Regions from separate parts of the Callithrix jacchus genome. Here region 2 is linked to region 1. Evidence: chromatin contacts called from public Hi-C data. All regions are on one chromosome and are shown on one strand. The core of a region is the stretch at or near the end of the contact, and the rest is flanking DNA. Distances in the headings are between cores, read along the strand shown. Region 1 holds the start of BUB1B (BUB1 mitotic checkpoint serine/threonine kinase B). Region 2 overlaps LOC144577354 (a long non-coding RNA gene).

What was found. Hi-C and Micro-C count contacts between places; a contact is called where the count stands out from the background.
Region 2: a Hi-C map of skeletal muscle shows a contact between it and region 1, with 11 times the contacts expected there. The contact joins the enhancer-like site here to the promoter of BUB1B in region 1. A contact is called at or near these places in 2 of 3 Hi-C or Micro-C datasets (both in skeletal muscle).

What each region holds. Positions count from the first base shown.
Region 1 is chr8:46,445,386-46,449,307 of calJac240_pri, reverse strand. It overlaps BUB1B (BUB1 mitotic checkpoint serine/threonine kinase B), which reads left to right and starts at 1,922. Exons shown (of 24, transcript XM_035259856.3): 1 at 1,922-2,168. The coding sequence starts at 2,134.
Region 2 is chr8:46,552,243-46,556,164 of calJac240_pri, reverse strand. It overlaps LOC144577354 (a long non-coding RNA gene), which reads left to right. Exons shown (of 3, transcript XR_013521045.1): 2 at 389-497. Among named protein-coding and RNA genes, the nearest start is that of SRP14, 8.1 kb to the left of the region's middle. Within about 2 kb of position 2,159, at least 3 of the 16 cell types and tissues checked have an H3K27ac peak or open chromatin away from gene starts, as enhancers often do. A contact at or near this core is called in skeletal muscle, where this site is marked.

The DNA of each region.
Region 1 (3,922 bases), core at 673-3,172:
ATGCCACCATGCCCAGCTAATTTTTTGTATTTTTAGTAGAGACAGGGTTTCACTATGTTGACCAGGATGGTCTTGATCTCTTGACCTCATGATTCACCCACCTCGGCCTCCCAAAGTGCTGGGATTACAGGCTTGAGCCACCGTGCCCGGCCAGAGCACCTTCTATCATACGTTTTGGAGTTTTACTTTATTTTGTTTACCTACCTCCTTCTTTTCCCGTAGTAAAATATGCAAGGGGTTTAGCCTGAATGTGTTCTACATTATACCACAGTTCATGAGGCAGCCAACTAGGTTATAGGGGAGACAGATCAAAAGACCAAATACTACACTGCCAAGATTGTTTGTAGAAAATGGTCAAAATTGAGAAGCTGTATATATGAACAGGACACCCTGTTGAAAGGAAGTGAAGTGCTAGGTCAGTACTGGCATAAGGTAAGAGATCAAATGAGTCAGAGAGAGAATCCCATGTACCACATCTCACATAATCCAGGAAAGCTTCCTGGCTGTGGAGGACTTGGAAGTAAAGAGTAACCAAAATTTCCTGTGAGGAATTGCCCCTTCCCCTCTCTCAGTCCCAAGGTGAAACACAGGTCTTGGTTCTGAACAATCAAAGTCCTGAATCCACTATCCCCAGTGACTGGGAGGAAGGGGTTAACCAGGGTGACTTCTGAGTCTGAATTTGAACCTGTAAGGATAAAGTCCTGAGCCTGTTACCCAATGGAGAATGACAATAAGCCAATAACAAGAGCAGAGGCAAGAAATGGAGAGAGGTCCAGTTCACGAGTCCTGCGTTAAGCTTTATCTGAAGTCCTTTATATACAAAAGATAGTAAATTCCCTTTTCCAAGTAGGCCAGTTTGAGTTGGATTTCTATTTCTTTGTAATCAAGAGTCCTGACGATTCAGAGGAAAGAAGGACATATATAACATGAACAAAGACAGAAAGCTGGGAACTAAGACTCAGGGAGTAGTAGACAGTATTCTCAGCACCCGCCTCCGGGAACTGCCACCTCTCTGACCATCCACATAGTCATAAAGGAGAAATTCCCTATACCTGGACCTATTTAAAAGACCCTGTTCCTGCCTCAAGGTGTCTAGCACCTGTAATCCCAGCTACTGGGGAGGCTGAGGCGGGAAGATCACTTGAGCCGGGGAGTTGGAGGCTGCAGTGAGCCATGATCAGGCTACTGCACTCCAGGCTGGGCAACAGAGCAAGACCCTGTCTCTAAGACAAACCCAAACAAACAAACAAAAAGACCCTACTCCCCTGGTCACATCTGAGCTGCCACAGTTTCTTCCTCAGTAAATTGAAATTGCGAGAAGAGTTTAATGTCAGTCAAGGCTAGTCTCCCGAAGGGGAAAGAAGAGAGACCTTAGAAGCCATAGCATGGCTGTGGCTATCGCTTGTGGACTGAGCAGAAGAGAAAGCAAGACAATATCATCACTTTATAGATGAGGAAAACTGAGGGCCAGAGAGATTATGTAGCTTGCCTAAGGTTGCACATTTGGTATGATTTTACAAAACTAGAATCCAGCTTTTTTAAATTCAAGGGTGGGGCAGGAAACAGCTGGGTCAGAGTGGCCTAAGAACCCTGGACGGGTGAGATTTGGGGCAGACAGCAGGGGTGGTCTCTCCAGAAGAGTCAGACCAAGTCCCACCACTCAGAGACAACTCCCAACACTCAAAACAGCAAAGAAATTCTGGTATTTTAAGTGTTCCTCGCTCGGCTCAGAAACTCGCCTTCGAGCCAGGACACAGACTGCACCTGCGACGAATTTGTCTTGCAGAAACCTGCAGCGCTTCCGCGGCCATTGACTCCCGGAAACTACAATTCCCCTTATGCACTGCGACTGCGCGGACTAAACCGGTATAAACTCCAAGCCCCAGAATGCATTGGGCGAGAGGCGAGCGCACGGAGGAGCGCAGGGGCGTGGCCACGTTGGCCGCCCGGACCGTTAAATTTGAATCTTGGCGGCTAGGGATGCGGGCTTGAGGTGGCTGGTTTGTAAGGGAGTCTAGTGTGTGCTTTGGTCGCTTCTGTAGCTCCGAGAGCAGGTTGCGGAAGAAAGCCCGGGCAGTCTGCGGCCCAGAGGAAAGGCCTGCAGCCGAAGAGGACCTGAGCCAGGAATGCAGGATGGCGGCGGTAAAGAAGGAAGAGGGTGCTCTGAGGTACGTACAGAAGAAGAGCTGCTGGGGGCTGGGCCTGAGAGACCCGAAGGTGCCTGGTAAGTGACAGAGGTTTCGCTCGGAGCAGTCAGGGAGACCGGCACGGTCAGGAGAACAGGCCCAGCCGGAGCTTCCTTCGCTTTGGCGTCGGACGCCAGAGGTGGAGGTGAAAACGCAGAGGAGTGAGGGCACGTGCGAATCCTGCCGCATCCAGCTTCAAAGCGAAGAAGGCTGCGGGACCCCAGCGGGACAGAGAGCTTGGAAGTTGTGATGTGGTCTGTTTGTAACTCAGCTCAGCCGTCTGCTAGTTGTTTGACCTTAGGCAAATCGTTTGTATGGAAAATGCTGATGTTAATGTTGCCTTACGGGGTTCTGGGGGAATTCAAAGTATTTGTTAAGTAACTGCTTTCAAATAAGCGTTCAACAAATGGTAGGTGCTATGTCAATAGCATAGAGGTCTAAAAAGCCTTTAGCCAGTATAGAGATTTAGATTTATTATTCCAATAGCACAGAGATCTAAGCCTTTCTCTACATGTTTGCGGCGTTTCCTTCTATTAAAAGAAACTACATAGCAGTTCTAGGTTAGAAGTCTGTATGTATCTTCACTATGGTGCCCACAGTGCATTGATAAGTGCTGTGTCATGGGCTCTTTCATTCATGTAACAAATGTTTTTTGGCTAAGCTCTGGGTGCAGCAAATACACGAACAAAAAAATCTCAACCCTCATGAAGCTTAAATTCTGGAATGGGATGAAGGTGGGTGAGTTAGACAATAAAGACGAACTGTTAGATGGAGGTGGTGGTCAGTACTTTAAAAAAAAGCATGTGGGGGTAGGGAATATTGGGGGTGAGGAGTGGTGCAATTTTAGCTTGAACATTGGAGTCTCACTGAGGAGATGTCATTTTTGTCAAGACTTGAAGGAATCTGAAGAGCTAGATATTCTTATATCTGGGGGAGTTACAAAGGCTGAGGGTAAGAGTTGGGGGAGGAAGTTGCACCTGGCGTGTCCAAGGCTATGTCCCTGGAGCAGAATTAACTACAAGGGTAAAAGGAGGTAAAGTAAAAAAAGGTGAAGATGCAGGCGTTGTAAGGACTTGGCTTTTACTCTAGTTGTAATCAAAAGTCCTTGGACGGTTTTGAGCAAAGGAAAGACATGATCTGAGTTGGGTTTAAATGGGATCACTTTGGCTGTTGTGTTGAATAGACAAAGGCAGCAAAGGATGGAAGCAAGGGATACCAGTTAAAAGGTTATTGAAATAATTTAGCCCAAAATAATTCAGCTCAAAAGTGAGTTGAGCCAGGTGGAAAACAGTGGAGATGATTAGAAGTGATTGATTTCTGTATACATTTTGAAGGTAGAGCCAGTAGGATTTGCTGACTGACTGAGGGGTATGAGAAGGGCATCAAAGTTGGCACTGAGATTTTTGGCTTGAGTAACTGAAGAATGGGATTGCCATTTATTTGAGAAAGAGGAAGACTGGGAGGAGCAGGTCTGGGAGGAAGTGGAGGCAGTCTTAGATCAATTTGGGATATTTAACTGAGATCGTTTAATCACTATTTTTAAGAGCAAGAGAAGAAAGGTCAGATGAATTCAACAAACATTTATTCAGGGCATAATAGTGTTGTATCTTGTATTAGGTGGTGGGCATATAAAAATAAATGGCATGGTCCTTACTTACCTTTACAGGGTACACAATATACTACTGGTCCTGGTATAATGTTTCATTATAATGTTGATGAGAAAAAAACAGTTTATT
Region 2 (3,922 bases), core at 910-3,409, 110 kb before region 1:
TTGTTTTATGCCTATCTTTGGGCTGGAAATACTGAGGAGGTGAAATGACTGTCTGGGGTCATATCACTAGTAACAGGTAGAGTGGAGATTTGTACCCCTGCTGACCCACCTCAGTTCTCTGCACAGAGGAGGCTGCCACCTCTGTGCAGAGAAGAACTTGCAAATAATTGCAGTTCACAGGCAGCTCAGGAGTGTGGAGCAGGGACTTTCAGCTGTTTAAAGAGGTGGCAAGAAGTCAGGGAAGGCAGAAAAGAGGCCTGCTCTAGGCAGAGCGGAATGAGCTGGGACTCCCTCTCCACTCCTCTTCTTTTCCTCCCTCCCAAGCCCCTGTCTCCCTCTCACCTCCCATGCAAAATCCTGTCTCCTTCGTCTTGTCTTTGGATTCAAGGCCCAACTTGGCATTTCTTGGTTGTGTCTCTGAAGGAAAGTCATCCTAATCTCTATAGGCCTCCATTTATTCAGCTGTAAAATGGGAGTATATTCCTCACATTGCTGTGGTGAGTAAAATGTGACAATGTGAATATAAATACCTTATAAGTGAGAAAGCATGCCAGAAAAGCTAGGTTTCATTGTTCTTTTCCTCTTCTTTTCAAGTATAAATATTCAGTCCTGCAAAACACCCTTCCTCCACCCCCACCAAAATCCCAGTCTCTTACTAAGCTCAGCTAGCTGTGTGGAGGCAACCTAGCTGGTAGCTGAATCACACTAACATGTTCAGAACAAATGGTGAGTATGTCACACGCACTCCATTTGTGGAGGAAACCTAGGTGATGTTAAACTAAGAAAAGACTCTAATGGTTGGATTTCTAGTGTACGGGCTTTGGAGAGATACAAAGGAATTGCCAGTACCCTCTAGGCTGCACCCCATGGGCAGCCGCTGGCCCCACATGCCTGCACGCCATCCTTGTTCAGAATCAGGTAGCGGCACTCATGAAGCATGTGTGATCTTTAACAGGTTCTCCCCTTCTCATCTAGGATTTCCTTCCTGGATGAGCCTCAAGAAGGGGGCCGGCATACTTCATATTGTATGAGGGGAAACTGAGGCCAGGAAAGGCAAGCATAGTTATTGCTCAAGCATTCCCAGCCAGTCTGGAGGTCTGGGGTGCGAACACCTCTTCTTGCCTTCCTCCTCCCCCAACTTTCATGGTTTTAGTGGGTGGGAGGAGGGGCTCCCTTATTCATGATGATTAGGGGTCCCAAATTTAAAGTTTCCTGTCTAGAAGTCTAGGACAGGAAATTATATACCCAGAGTTCTGCACAGATTACCCAGGTGTCTCAACTCCCTAAAGCAACAGATGCTGTTCATGTCTCGGCCTCTGTGTCATCATTCATCCTTGATTGTTCAGGAAAGTCCACTCCACCTCTCTGACAGACCAACAGATGCAGATTTATACAGGGAATCCTAGACAGACACAATGAACAAACTCCCGTCTGATCAGAGCCAAGTCCCGGTAATAACATCAATGAATCATCAACTTCAGTGCATCACAATATTGAGCTGCAAGAGGACTCCAAGACCTTTTAGTCCAACCCTTTACCTTCTAGTTATTCACAAGTGAATAGAAACCGAGTGAGGTCCAAAGAGGGAAACTGACTTGACCAAGATCACAAAGCTTGATAATGATGAGATCGGAAGCCCTGGGCCCTGAGCCCCAGGCCCATGCACTTTCCACCACCCTTCACACCCCTTTGCCTGCCACCACCTGCCAGGCACAGAGAGCGTGAGGGAGAGCATAGGCCCCTCATGACTTAGCCAAGGGCAGCTCGGTGTCTCGGTGTCTCTGTGCAGGTGGACTCCGTATGTCAGCCTCAGCGCTCCCTTGGGGAGGGAAAGACCTGGGGCCGTCCTCACACCCCAGGCGCCAGGCCATGGAGCTATAGGAGGCAGCTTCCTGCTTGGCCCTTATCCAAGGCCATTTCACAATGGGGGGAAGAGTGCTGAGCTGAGAGTCCCGGGTTGCTGCTTGCTCCACCCCCACTCCAGCCCCTTTCAGACCCCCCTGGGAGAATGAGCCAGGCCCTGACTGAGGCTTGGGGAGAAGAGAGCCACAAGAATGGAGACAGGCTGAACCGCCCCTATTGGGAGTGTTCTGTGAGCCGTGTCCCTGGAGCTGGATGAGGGCACCACCTTACAGGTCACCACTGCTCTCCCCCTTCCCTTGCCGTCCACCTGCAAGCATTCATGCTGGGGAAGTCCCTTCTAGAACAGGAGCAGTTGGTTCCAGTCAGCCCACAGCACTCTCATGATTAATCAGAGGGGAACCTGGAGGCAAGGAGGCCCATAGCTTAGCGGGGGGCAAGGCCTGGGTCACCTCCTGCGGTGAGGCAATGTGACTACCAGGGAGAGGAGCCCACGTTTCTCCTCCCAACATGCTCCAAGTTCTGGGGTGAACTGTGGCACAGCAGACAGGAACCAAGAGAGAGACACTGAGACGGGACATTCAGCCAGGATTTACTGGGCCCTTATGGATAGGGTCTGCTATGAGCTCAGCTCTGTACGGGATCTTATTTGAAGTAGGAGGCAGTGGTTAAGGACCCAAATCATCCTGTCTTCAAGTCTTGAGGAGGAGACAAAACAAACCTAGGTGAAAAGTCAAACCACAGGACAAGGCAGTGTGAAGTGAGGGCCCATACTCTCACGCTGGACGGTCCAGCATGGCCAGTGGAGCGGGGGTGGCGGAGGGAGTCACTGTGGACAGAGCTTAGGGGAAGAGATAGAACCAAAAATAGTGGGGAGAACTTGACTTTGCAGACGGAATGGGAAAGATCTTCCAGACAGGGAAAGGAAGACAAGACAGAAATGAACCCGCATACGTGAGGACAGGACCCTGTTTGCACAGAGGGTAGTAAACCACGAGACTGGAAATGTGCCTGGCCACGGGCACTTCCTCACACTGAGCTCTTGCTGCTTGAACACAGCCTTCCTTGGTATCTGTGGAAGTTGCTGACCTACTGAGGCAGGACACCACACGGAGAACTAGGCAGGGGCGTGGAGGTGCCAGAGAGCTCAGCTCCTTGGTGGAGGAGTCCTCTGACAACAGGAAGCAGCTGCAGCAGGCTCAAGGGCTGTACTGGTATCTGCCACTCTCCCCCACCCTGGCTGCACCCTGCAGAACAAACTGTTCTTCAAGAAGCTCTGGGGACAGAGGGCCCACACCTGCTCCCAGGATGGGGTGGAGAAACCCCCATCAGCCAGGCTGGGAGCCCAGCAGAGACATCACACAGCTCAGCAGCCCTCCTTGCCCCCTGGCCTCTTGCCTCCTCCTACCCCAGACCAGGCTGCAGTTGACTATGGCAATACAACACAAAACAAGAGCTTTATATTGTTACTATTATTACTTTATAGAGATTGGGGTCTCACTGTGTTGCCCAGGCTGGTCTCAAACTCATGGCCTCAAGTGACCCTCCTGTCCCAGCTTCCCAAAGTCCCAGATTACAGACTTGAGCCACATTACCAGCCAAGAGCTTTGGAGAGGGAAATGAGAACCAAATCTTCATAAATACCTCATCCTGGAACTTCCAACGTCTCCAAAAATAGTACCTAAACTCCAGGCCCCAAACTCTAAACTGAGTGGGGATGTTATGTGGTTATGGCTTCACAGAAACAGCACAGCAGTGGCAGCCACGGTGCTGAGTTCTAGTCTGAATTCTACCACTCATTGGCATGTGACCTTGGACAAGTCACTTTTCGCTGGACTTGAGTTTCTTCCTCTGTAACTTGGGGAGTTAGGACTGAGCTATAAGGTCCCTTCCCATTTTAAATGTGACACTCCGATGCTCGCAGGTAACTTTGGGATTGCTATAGTGCCTGGGGGCCAGTACAGCTGGGACATAAATTAGATGAGAATCTAATTGAGGGAAAGATAAAATGGAATTGTATTCTATTCAGAACCTGAAATAGGTGGGATTTTCTTTCCCCCAG